Linked DNA regions of Mus musculus: region 2 is linked to region 1. The links are chromatin contacts, called in public HiChIP or PLAC-seq maps. All regions are on one chromosome and are shown on one strand. The core of a region is the stretch at or near the end of the contact, and the rest is flanking DNA. Distances in the headings are between cores, read along the strand shown. Region 1 holds the start of Shf (Src homology 2 domain containing F). Region 2 holds the start of Slc12a1 (solute carrier family 12, member 1).

Region 1 (4,531 bases), core at 1,410-3,909:
CAGGACACTGCCCCCTCGGGTGCTCTGGAACCTCTTTCTGCCAGCCAAGGAGCTCTGCAGAAAAGAGGGGAAGCAGGTACACAGTATAGAAACCACAGCTCTGCGGGAGTGGTGGTCCAGAGGCTGCACTGTACACTCAGTAGGCCCTGCGGGTGTCTGACCACCCGGGTTTGGGGTTAAGAGCTCAGTCAGGTACCTTGTCTGGCTTCGCTTTTCCTCGGGGAATACTCTGGGATCTCTCAAATTCTGTTCCTAGATGGTTGGGAGTTGATTGATTTCTGAATAACGAGGAGCCTAGGTCAGCCCATGGGACAGCTCAGATGCTACATCCTGGATCCTTTTATCACACACACCAAAGAAAGCACAGATTGTGTGGCTCCTGGGAGAGCCTGTCGGATTTCATTCCTGCCTCCATGGCTGGCTGGCAAGAGACTCAGACACTCTTGAGCATCCCCTCCCCCACAGGTCAGAGCGGACCCAACTGAAGCACAGACCAGACAGTCTTGGCAGGAGGGGTCTGAGGGTCTGTGCACAGGGCTACTGCTCCTTCCTTCGAAAAAAAGGAAAGGAAAGCCATGCCTTGGGAAGCCCTGACCCTTAAGCCACCCTGTTAATGGATACGCACCATTTCAGGACACTGGGTCAGACACTTTGGAGACAGAGAACTGACCAAAAAAAAAAAAAAAAAAAAGGATGTTTTCCTGGAGGAGCCCACAGTGTGGTGGGCAGCCTGTTAGGTCATTCTAAGCCACTACAGGAAGGAAAATAGCCAAGGACAGCTTAGACCATGGGCCAACAGCCAGTGGCCAGGGAGGAGGAGACTGGTCCACGGGGAGGACAGGGCCATACCACCGTCTCACCATAACACCAGGGCAATTAGGAAGGAGACTGCAGGCAGCCTGGGAGAAGTGCCCTTGGACCTCCCTCTTCAGCTTAAGCATGATGAGCCGGCATGGTCAGCCATGCTCTATGGCAAGAACCATGGGGGAAATGATTCACACATCTGGGGCTCTTGTTCTGACCCCAACACACCTCTTATCCAGCAAGCCTACCAGGACAGCAATCTTTTGGCGGAAAAAGCCCAATTCTGAAACCTGAGGATTCAGACATTAACTGCTCTCTAATCAGATAAAGATCTCTACTGAGGAGAGATGAGCAAGCCCTGGAGGAATGAGTTCTCAGACATGAGGAAGGCAACAGAGCTGGGGTAGCTCCTACCTCCCATTCAGGGAGACTAAGGATGGCTTTCAGCTGTTTATCATCCAGGACAGGATAAAACTGGAATTAAGAAGGAAGGTAGATGTCCTGAGAGACAAACTATTGGGAGTCTTCCTCCAGGGCCTGCAGATCCAGTCTCTCTCAGAATGGACTGAGAAAGAGGAAAGCCTAGAGAGAGGAGATAATGAATGAACCCCATCACTCGGCCTTAACTGGGCAACAGGTCCTGACCACCGAGTGTCCTCATACTTGGGGGAACACTGGAAGGAGTGCGCCTGTACCCCAGGGGTGAATTTCTTCAGGAAGAGCTGGACATTGCCCATCTTGGCATCCGGAGTACAACAGTCCCCCCCCCCCCCTAATCCCACTGGGAAAGGCAAAGGCCAGCGCTCGCTGTGTTCACGGAAGAATCTTAGTTTTCAGCCCCTTTCTGGGCTTCAGACCTGCAAAGATGCCTGGACTCCAGGACCGGGTGGGAGGTGGGAGGAAGGAGAAGGGGAAGAGGAGGGGGAGAGAAAAGCTTTGTGGAGGGAAGAGTCAAGAGATCAAAGGGCAGAGGAGCTGCTGCTCCGGAGAGGGCACAAAGGCCATAAACCGGCAAAGGGAAGGGAGGGGTGCTTCTCCATGCCCGTTAGAAAAAAGGTTCCAGGATCAGGGTTGGACGGGTTGCAAAGCTGAGGACAGAGCCATTGAGGGAGGTCGTCCCTAGTCCTCGGGCCCTAACAGGAAACAGGGCAGAGTTTGGGGACTCAGATTAGTCGGTGGAGAAGCTAACAAAGGGGTTAAAATTTGAGCCCCCGTGTCAGGGACTAAGCTTATGTCAACTAGAAATACTGACTGCGAAAGGCTGAGTCCCAGCCAAGCCACCTTTGTCCCTCCCTAAATCTCCAGACCTCAGACCACCACCCCTCCTGGACACCCACGCCCGGCGCAGCACTCACCCTGTCGCTGCTGGCAGGGGGTCCGGAGTCCGGAGGGGGTGCTGGGGGGCCGGGGGTCTCGACCCGAATGAGGCGGTGCGGGGGTGAGCCGTGGCGCGGGGGCGGAGTGGGGCCAGGGACCGCAGGGGTGGAAAGGGCGGCGGACGCGGACGGGCCCCCGGAGTAGGGGTCCTCGAAGTCGCGGTCTCGCTGCAGCCGGTAGGCGGCCAGGATGTCCGGGGGCGGCGCAGGGGGCGCGGCCGGGCAGGGAGCTGGGGGGCGGTAGTCGGGCTCTGGGGGGGCGGGTTTGGCGCCCCCTCCACCGCCGCCCCCGCGAAAGCCCAGGTGCTCCCGCAGCCACTTTGCGACTCCACCGCTGCCGCCCCCTCCCGGGCCGGTCCCCGCACCCCCAGCCCCGCGGCGGGATCCCCCAGGGCCGCCCCCCGCGCTGCCCTGCGCCCTCGGCCCCGGGCCGGAGCCCGTAGGAGGAGCTCCGCTCAGTAGCATGGGGCCCTCCCAACTGAGCGAGCAGACCGCGGGCGGCGGGGGCGGGGCGAGAGGGGGCGGAGCTGCGCCGGCGGGAGGGGCGGGGCTCGTCGTCAGTGACACGAGGGGAGGAGCCCGCTGCCTAACGGGGACCCGAGGACTCTGAGAGGAGTAGATGGGATGCGGGAAGCAACTGCGCCGAGGGTGAGTCCTCCACATGTCGTTACCCGTGCTCCTGTGGGGCGCTCTCTAGTCCCATCTGCTCTTTGCACCTCCCAGTTTGTGTCAGACGCGGGAAGATGAGTCCCCAGGCACATCCTGCTCATCCTGATTCCTTTCCCCCAAACCCAAAGACCCAAACATTTTCGAAGACGCTGCTCTTCAGATGCGCCTATTACTGCCCTCACCTTGGGAGTACCGCCTACCTCTTCCTATCCCTTAACTCACACCCAAACCTAGGTTGCCTTTCTATCCAGGCAAACTTCTCACGTGGCATGCAATCAGTTCTCCAGAGACACCCATTGCTCCGATGTTTCCACACCCAACCGCCAGCTTCAAATGCTTACAACCCTCGCACAAACAATCCCCATCCACGCTTACACCGGCCCCCAGCAGGCCCACGCAGCCCTCACAGCTGCCCTGCTTTCTTGTGGAAATCCCTCAAGCTCCACCCTGGGTTTGTCAATCTGTCTGTGACAGAATAGAAACAGACAGATCAATAAATCAAGCGAGAAACAGGTCTAATGTTGTCAATCACCAGCCCCTTACCTTCTCAGGGCTCCGATGATGATGCCTAAGAGCCTGGAATTTTGTCTTAGAAAGGAAGCAGGTTCACCAGAAGTATTGTAGCCCTGAAGGCCAGCATCTCTCCCTCTCCCTCCTCCCCCTTCCTCCCCCTCCCTCCTCCCCTCCCTCTCCCCTCCTTCTCCCCTCACTTCATGGGGTATAATAGAGAAACTAAGAGGTTTACATTCCAGAATATACAGTTTAAAATACTAACTACTGATGCAACGGTGAGCATAGAGATGACAGGTTCCTGAGGATATTGTAGCTAACCCACAGGAGAAGGTCTCCTCACTCACCCAATGGGAGGGGATGGGAAAGGCAATGGACTGCCAACTCCTGGGCCAAGACCACGCCCTTGTCCTATCTTAGAAAGGGTGATAGGGGTTGTTGTCATGCAAATTAAGGGTGATGAGCGATCTGAGCACAGCCCTTGCTCTGTAGTCACCTTGCAGTCAGGCCTCCGCTCAGACTCATGGCAATCCTGTTGCTCAAGCTTTCCCAAGGCAAGTTCTGAGGTTGCAGGTGTGCGCCACCACACTACTGGTATTTGCTTAAAAAATATAAAGTGATTCTGGTGGTGGTGATGGTGGTGGTGGTGGTGGTTTGAATGAGAATGGTCCCCATACGTTTGTTAAGGATTGAGAGGTGTAGCCTGGTTGGAGGAAGTGTGGCTTTGTTGGAGTCACCGAGGGTGGTCTTTGAGGTTTCAAAAGCCCATTACAGGCCTAGTCTCCACCCACCTCCTCTCTACTTGATGCTTGTGGATCGTGATGTAAAGCTCTGAGCTACTTATTTTTCCAGCAACATGCCTGCCTGCCCGCCCGCCTGCCACCCTGCTCTCTGCCATGAAGGTAATGGACTAACCCTCTGAAACTATAAGCAAGTCCGACATTGAATTCTTTCCTTCTATAAGTTGCCTTGGTCTTGATGTCTCCTTATAGCAATAAAGCAGTGACTGACACATGATATACACCCATAATCCTAGTAATTGGGAAGTTGAAGCCACAGGATCAGGAGTTCAAGGACAATGTCTTGTTGAGTTTGAGGCCAGCCTGGGCTGCCTGAATTTTTGTCTCACAAAACAAAAACAAACCTGCAATTGCTGAGCCTGGTGGTACACC
Region 2 (4,886 bases), core at 1,762-4,261, 2.8 Mb after region 1:
CCCAAGAGTAACTCAGTAAATTGAACTCAGCTGACTTTGCTGAAAGGCATCTGTGCCCAAACACAGGGCATCATCTTTGTGATTCTGTGCCCACCCCCACCCCACCCCCCCCGTGCCCAAAATTAATGTCCAACTTACAGAGGTTCCATTCACAAGACTTTCCATTTCACAATATCAGATTTTTATTTCAGAAAGAAGAAAAGAAAGAAAGAGGAGGGAGGGAGGGAGGGAGGGAGGGAGGGAGGGAGGGAGGGAGAGAGAGAGAGAGAGAGAGAGAGAGAGAGAGAGAGAGAGAGAGAGAGAGAGAGAGGTGTGAGACATGATCATAAGGAATGTACCACTTCAGGTCATCAACTCCCAATACACTACCACTCCCAGCATCACACTGACAGGAAGTACTTGATTCATGGCTTTTATTTTTCATGTGTGCATCTTACTCTTGGGAGCTGGGGGTAGGAGAACGGTCATCATCTGTGTTTCCAGAGTGAGAAGTGATCACTATAAAGAGTTGGTTATTGTTGAGATATAATATGGAAACTTCAAGAAATGTTAATGCCTCTAAGAATAGATGGCCAGTATCATACCCAGATGAGCCCCTATTGCCACATACAAGAGCCTGTTAGGGAGAACAGGAAGAAAGATGGTGTCTGTACCTCCAGATAGTTTCCTTACCCACCTGCCTCAAAGGCTCGACTTAAGCTCACCATCCAAGGTTGAATGATGTCATCTCATCCATATCCCCTGACTATCTCCCAGCCACTCTAGAAGGTCTGAACCCCCCTAATGAACAACAGAGGCTATCATTTCCCCGTTAGAGATAAGAGCCTCAAATGAAAATGTCTGCTTGATGGAAGACTGAGACCAAAACTAATTCATACTCACTGAGGTCAGAGAGGCATGCAGCAAGAAAAAGAGACTGACTCCAGAGGTGCTCCCAGCCTCTGAGGGAAGAAAAAGGCTGAAGAATGAAGAAGGTATTCCTGAAGGCAGGTGAGCAATGGATGCTGCCAATCATCCTGGTACAGGCAAGAGAACGTGTCTTGGGTCCCAGCCTCATCTCAGCAGCCTATTGATCTATTAAGTATCCCAGCACCCCCTACCTGAATCTGACACCTGACCTCCTGTACAGAATGCTCTTCTTCTAAGTGAGAGTTGCAACCCCTTATTGAAGAAATAAATTTCTTCAATTAAAGTGGTCTTCATGAGAAGATAGGGGCTAACAAGATTACTCAGTAGGTAAAGGCTCTCGCTGCCAGGCCTGACATTCGAATTTAAACCCTGGGGCAGACATACCTGGAGAACAGACTCCTCTGAGGTCGGCCTTTGACCTCTCTGTATAGCATACGGTGTGTACACTCACACCCCAACACACAAATCGATAGCTGTAAAACCAGAAGAAGAGAGAAGATCAAGTTACAGCTGTCTCTTTATAATTCTGATTCCGGCAGAACCTTACAACGTTAGCTCGGCTTAGTACCAAGGCACTCAGCTGGCAGCAACTGGGTTTTCCTCCGGCATCTGCATGTCCCTTTGTTCAATCCTGTGTTTGGTCACCAATTTACCTTTCCCTTGATTTTAAAAGGTGTGATTCCTATCCATGTCTTTAATGGTTGGTCTCAGAATCATGAGTTAGAAACAAAGTTACAAATAGATAATAAATCCTGCTAAAATAGTCCAAGCAAGCACTGTGCTCAAACCGGCGCTATTTAGAAACAGACATAAATGAGCTCGTGTAAGCCTCACGGTAACTCAGCAGGCCACATGCTGTTAGTGTCTGCATATTGTGTGCCTACGAGGACATTGAAGCATACACGGTGAACGAGTCTCCTGAATTTCCCCAGGCAGGAAGTGGCAGGGCCAGAACTGAAATGGAGAATTTTTCACTCACAGCTCACACTTAATCACTACGTCACACCACAGCAGAGCCACCCGGGCAACTGGAAATCACTTGAATAGCTTCTTATTAGATCCAAAGAGGACTCATTCGATCATCCTGATTGAAAACCAATGACAGAGCCTGCAAGGAGGAATTGCGTGTGCCGTCTTAATCACCAGCTCACAGGTTGGAGCCGTACCGTCTTCTGAGCAAAACTCAGAAACTAGACGTGATAAAAATGGCTCCTCCGCGAGGAGACAGAAAAGCCATTTAGTAGTACCACTGGGAAGTGTGCCCGGTTTGACTCGAGCAGCTTAAAGCGGTTTTCACACTCAGCAGAAATCTTTTTAATACTTCACTAATTCTACCCTCAGTCTGCTCACTTCCTATGCAGAGAGGAGGCAAGGTAAGTAAGGTCAAATAATTTCAGGTAACATTTCCTAACCACAAAATATTGAGACCATCTCTTGGTATTTTGGTTCCTATGCTGAGCAATATGAGGTCACTGGGTCTCATCAAAAACAAGGTGATAAGCTAGGCCTGGTGGCAGAGGCTGCTTCCAGCTCCTTGGGAGGCTGAGGTCAGGAGGATGGTGAGACTCCAGGGGTACAGAGTGAGCTCAGGCCAGCACAGGCAATTAGCAAGGCAAGACAGTTAGAGATGGGCTGGGGAGCTCAGGGGTAGAGCGCTTACTTAGAATATGTGAGGCCCTGGGTTCGATTCTTACTGAGAGAGAGAGAGAGAGAGAGAGAGAGAGAGAGAGAGAGAGAGAGAGAGAGAAACAGAAATAGAGACAGAGACAGAATGGCAGACCATAGAACTAAATTTATCTAGTCCCAAACAACTGAAGCAATATTTTTTGAAGGATTTGTTGTTGTGCAATCTGTAAATTAAAGAAACTTTATTTTGTTTACTGCCTAAAAGGATTAATGATTTACTACTAGTTACTAGTTGATGTGGTACTTACAGTTGGTTCCTCAGGGCTAATGACTGGTGTGGGGCTTTTCCCACTATTCCAGGCCAATGACTGAAAAGTCATCGCTTTCAAGAAAGTTTTTAACCAATGAGCAGAAGCCTAAGGTTGTAGCTTAAACTCTAAGGCCCCATATATGCGTGTGCGACGCTAATGTGGGTTACTGTTGCTCAGAAGAAGGCTGCTGGATGGGGCGGTAAGTGTCTGGGCTGGGCAGAAGCCTCAACTTCATATCATGTGGAAACACAGAGCCTGAGGGCTGGACTGAAGACGCCAGGGACTGTGAGAACTTAAATGTTCTAAAAAGCTAAGAGATGTGGGCTGCATGGATAACTTCACCAGGAAAGATTATTTAAGAGTTTAAATTATGTGTATTTGTTTGTTTGTTTTATCCAAAGAAATGCGTTAAATAACTGTGCAAGAGCCAAGCTTTTGTTAATATTGTTCTCGTTTTCTAGTTTTCTTTGGAAAAAAAAATCAACTTGTAAGGTATTTACAAAGAAATATTACCCCAAAGACAGTATTTAAGGTTGGCGCTTACTGTAGAATTGTGAAAATTACCAGGTGGTTTATTGAACTCCTGAAACATTGCATTAAGAGGAGCCAGCAGAACATAAGCCTTTACTGAGAGCTGTGGCTGCTTTTTGTATCCCAAACACTCATTTTTTTAAGGTTTCCATAATAGCATTATGAAAAACCACAAATATGTGAGCAAATGAAATGTTTCAGAGGCTACTAAATTTTTTTTTTAATTCACAGAACATCATCTTAAGAGACTTAGTCTTTGTTTTTTGGTGTTTGTTTGTTTGTTTTAATTTCATATTCTAAAATATACCTTTTTACATGTTACACAGGTGAAAGTTTTTCTGGGTCAAATTTATCATTAATGATATGTAGATTTTTTTAAGAACTAGCAAAATATACTTTTCAAGGTTTTTGTGTATCAGACAATGGAGGATAATGTCATTAGTGTAAAATGCTTTGCAATGCTGGCATTTAGACCCTCCGTGAACTCTCTTACTGTCCTTGACTACTAACATGCTTTCTAAATGTCCTGGTGACTTCCAAGCAAACATGACCAACAGTCACATGCTAGTGACTTCCCTGGAATTTCTGTTTGCAGAACCCAGTCCCGTTTCCTTGCTCAGGTAGCAAGGGTTTGAAGACGAGAAATTTTTAGTGAAACAAACATAAAATTGGACATCTTATGAAGGAAAACTGTAGCTCCAGCCACAGCCCTTCTTAAATATGTTTGCAATTGCCTGGAACAAATATAACTTTCTTTCTTAATAGCAGCCTTGAGGACCATTCTGAAGTTTGCATGGGAGACCACATATCAACAATACATCAGGGATCTAGCTATCGGGTCATCTAAAACCGAAGCCAAGCGCTCCGTATTATAACCACACTATTGTCTATTTTAAAGCAGAAATACGTAGATTAAAACAACAACCACTATAAAATAGGTAGTTCCACAGTAGATTTTGGAAGATGTCGGTCAGCATCCCTTCCAACTCAGTGCCCAGTAGTGCCAGTCGCTTTCAGGTCCATGTTATAAACGAGGGCCATGGCAGTGCGGCAGCCGTGGGCGACAGTGCAGACCCCCCACATTATGAAGAGACCTCTTTCGGGGACGAAGCCCAAAACAGACTGAGAATCAGCTTTAGGCCTGGGAATCAGGAGTGCTATGACAATTTTCTCCAAACTGGAGAGACTGCCAAAACAGACACCACGTTTCACGCCTACGACTCTCACACAAACACATACTACCTACAAACCATGGACGCCGTCCCCAAGATTGAATACTACCGCAACACAGGCAGCGTGAGCGGGCCCAAGGTCAACCGGCCCAGCCTGCTGGAGATCCACGAGCAGCTGGCTAAGGTAAGCATCCTTCCGTGCTGTTCCCTCGGGGTGAAAACACTGCATCATAAGTGGTGGGCAAACAAAGAGAACTAGTCCACGCCATCTAGCCTCCTTATGCGGCTGTCTCTGGGTCCCAAGAAACAGAAACTGTACAGGTGCTTTGCAAATGTT

The links. HiChIP or PLAC-seq counts read pairs in DNA pulled down with a chosen protein or histone mark.
Region 2: an H3K4me3 HiChIP or PLAC-seq map of embryonic forebrain shows a contact between it and region 1, with 8 times the contacts expected there. The contact joins the promoter of Slc12a1 here to the promoter of Shf in region 1. A contact is called at or near these places in 2 of 115 datasets of contacts at active chromatin or transcription factors (embryonic forebrain and embryonic stem cells).

Annotation. Positions count from the first base shown.
Region 1 is chr2:122,366,488-122,371,018 of GRCm38.p6, forward strand. Shf (Src homology 2 domain containing F) reads right to left here and starts at 2,660. Exons shown (of 7, transcript NM_001374011.1): 1 at 2,160-2,660. The coding sequence starts at 2,645.
Region 2 is chr2:125,149,589-125,154,474 of GRCm38.p6, forward strand. It overlaps Slc12a1 (solute carrier family 12, member 1), which reads left to right and starts at 3,012. Exons shown (of 27, transcript NM_001079690.2): 1 at 3,012-3,045; 2 at 4,143-4,733. The coding sequence starts at 4,341.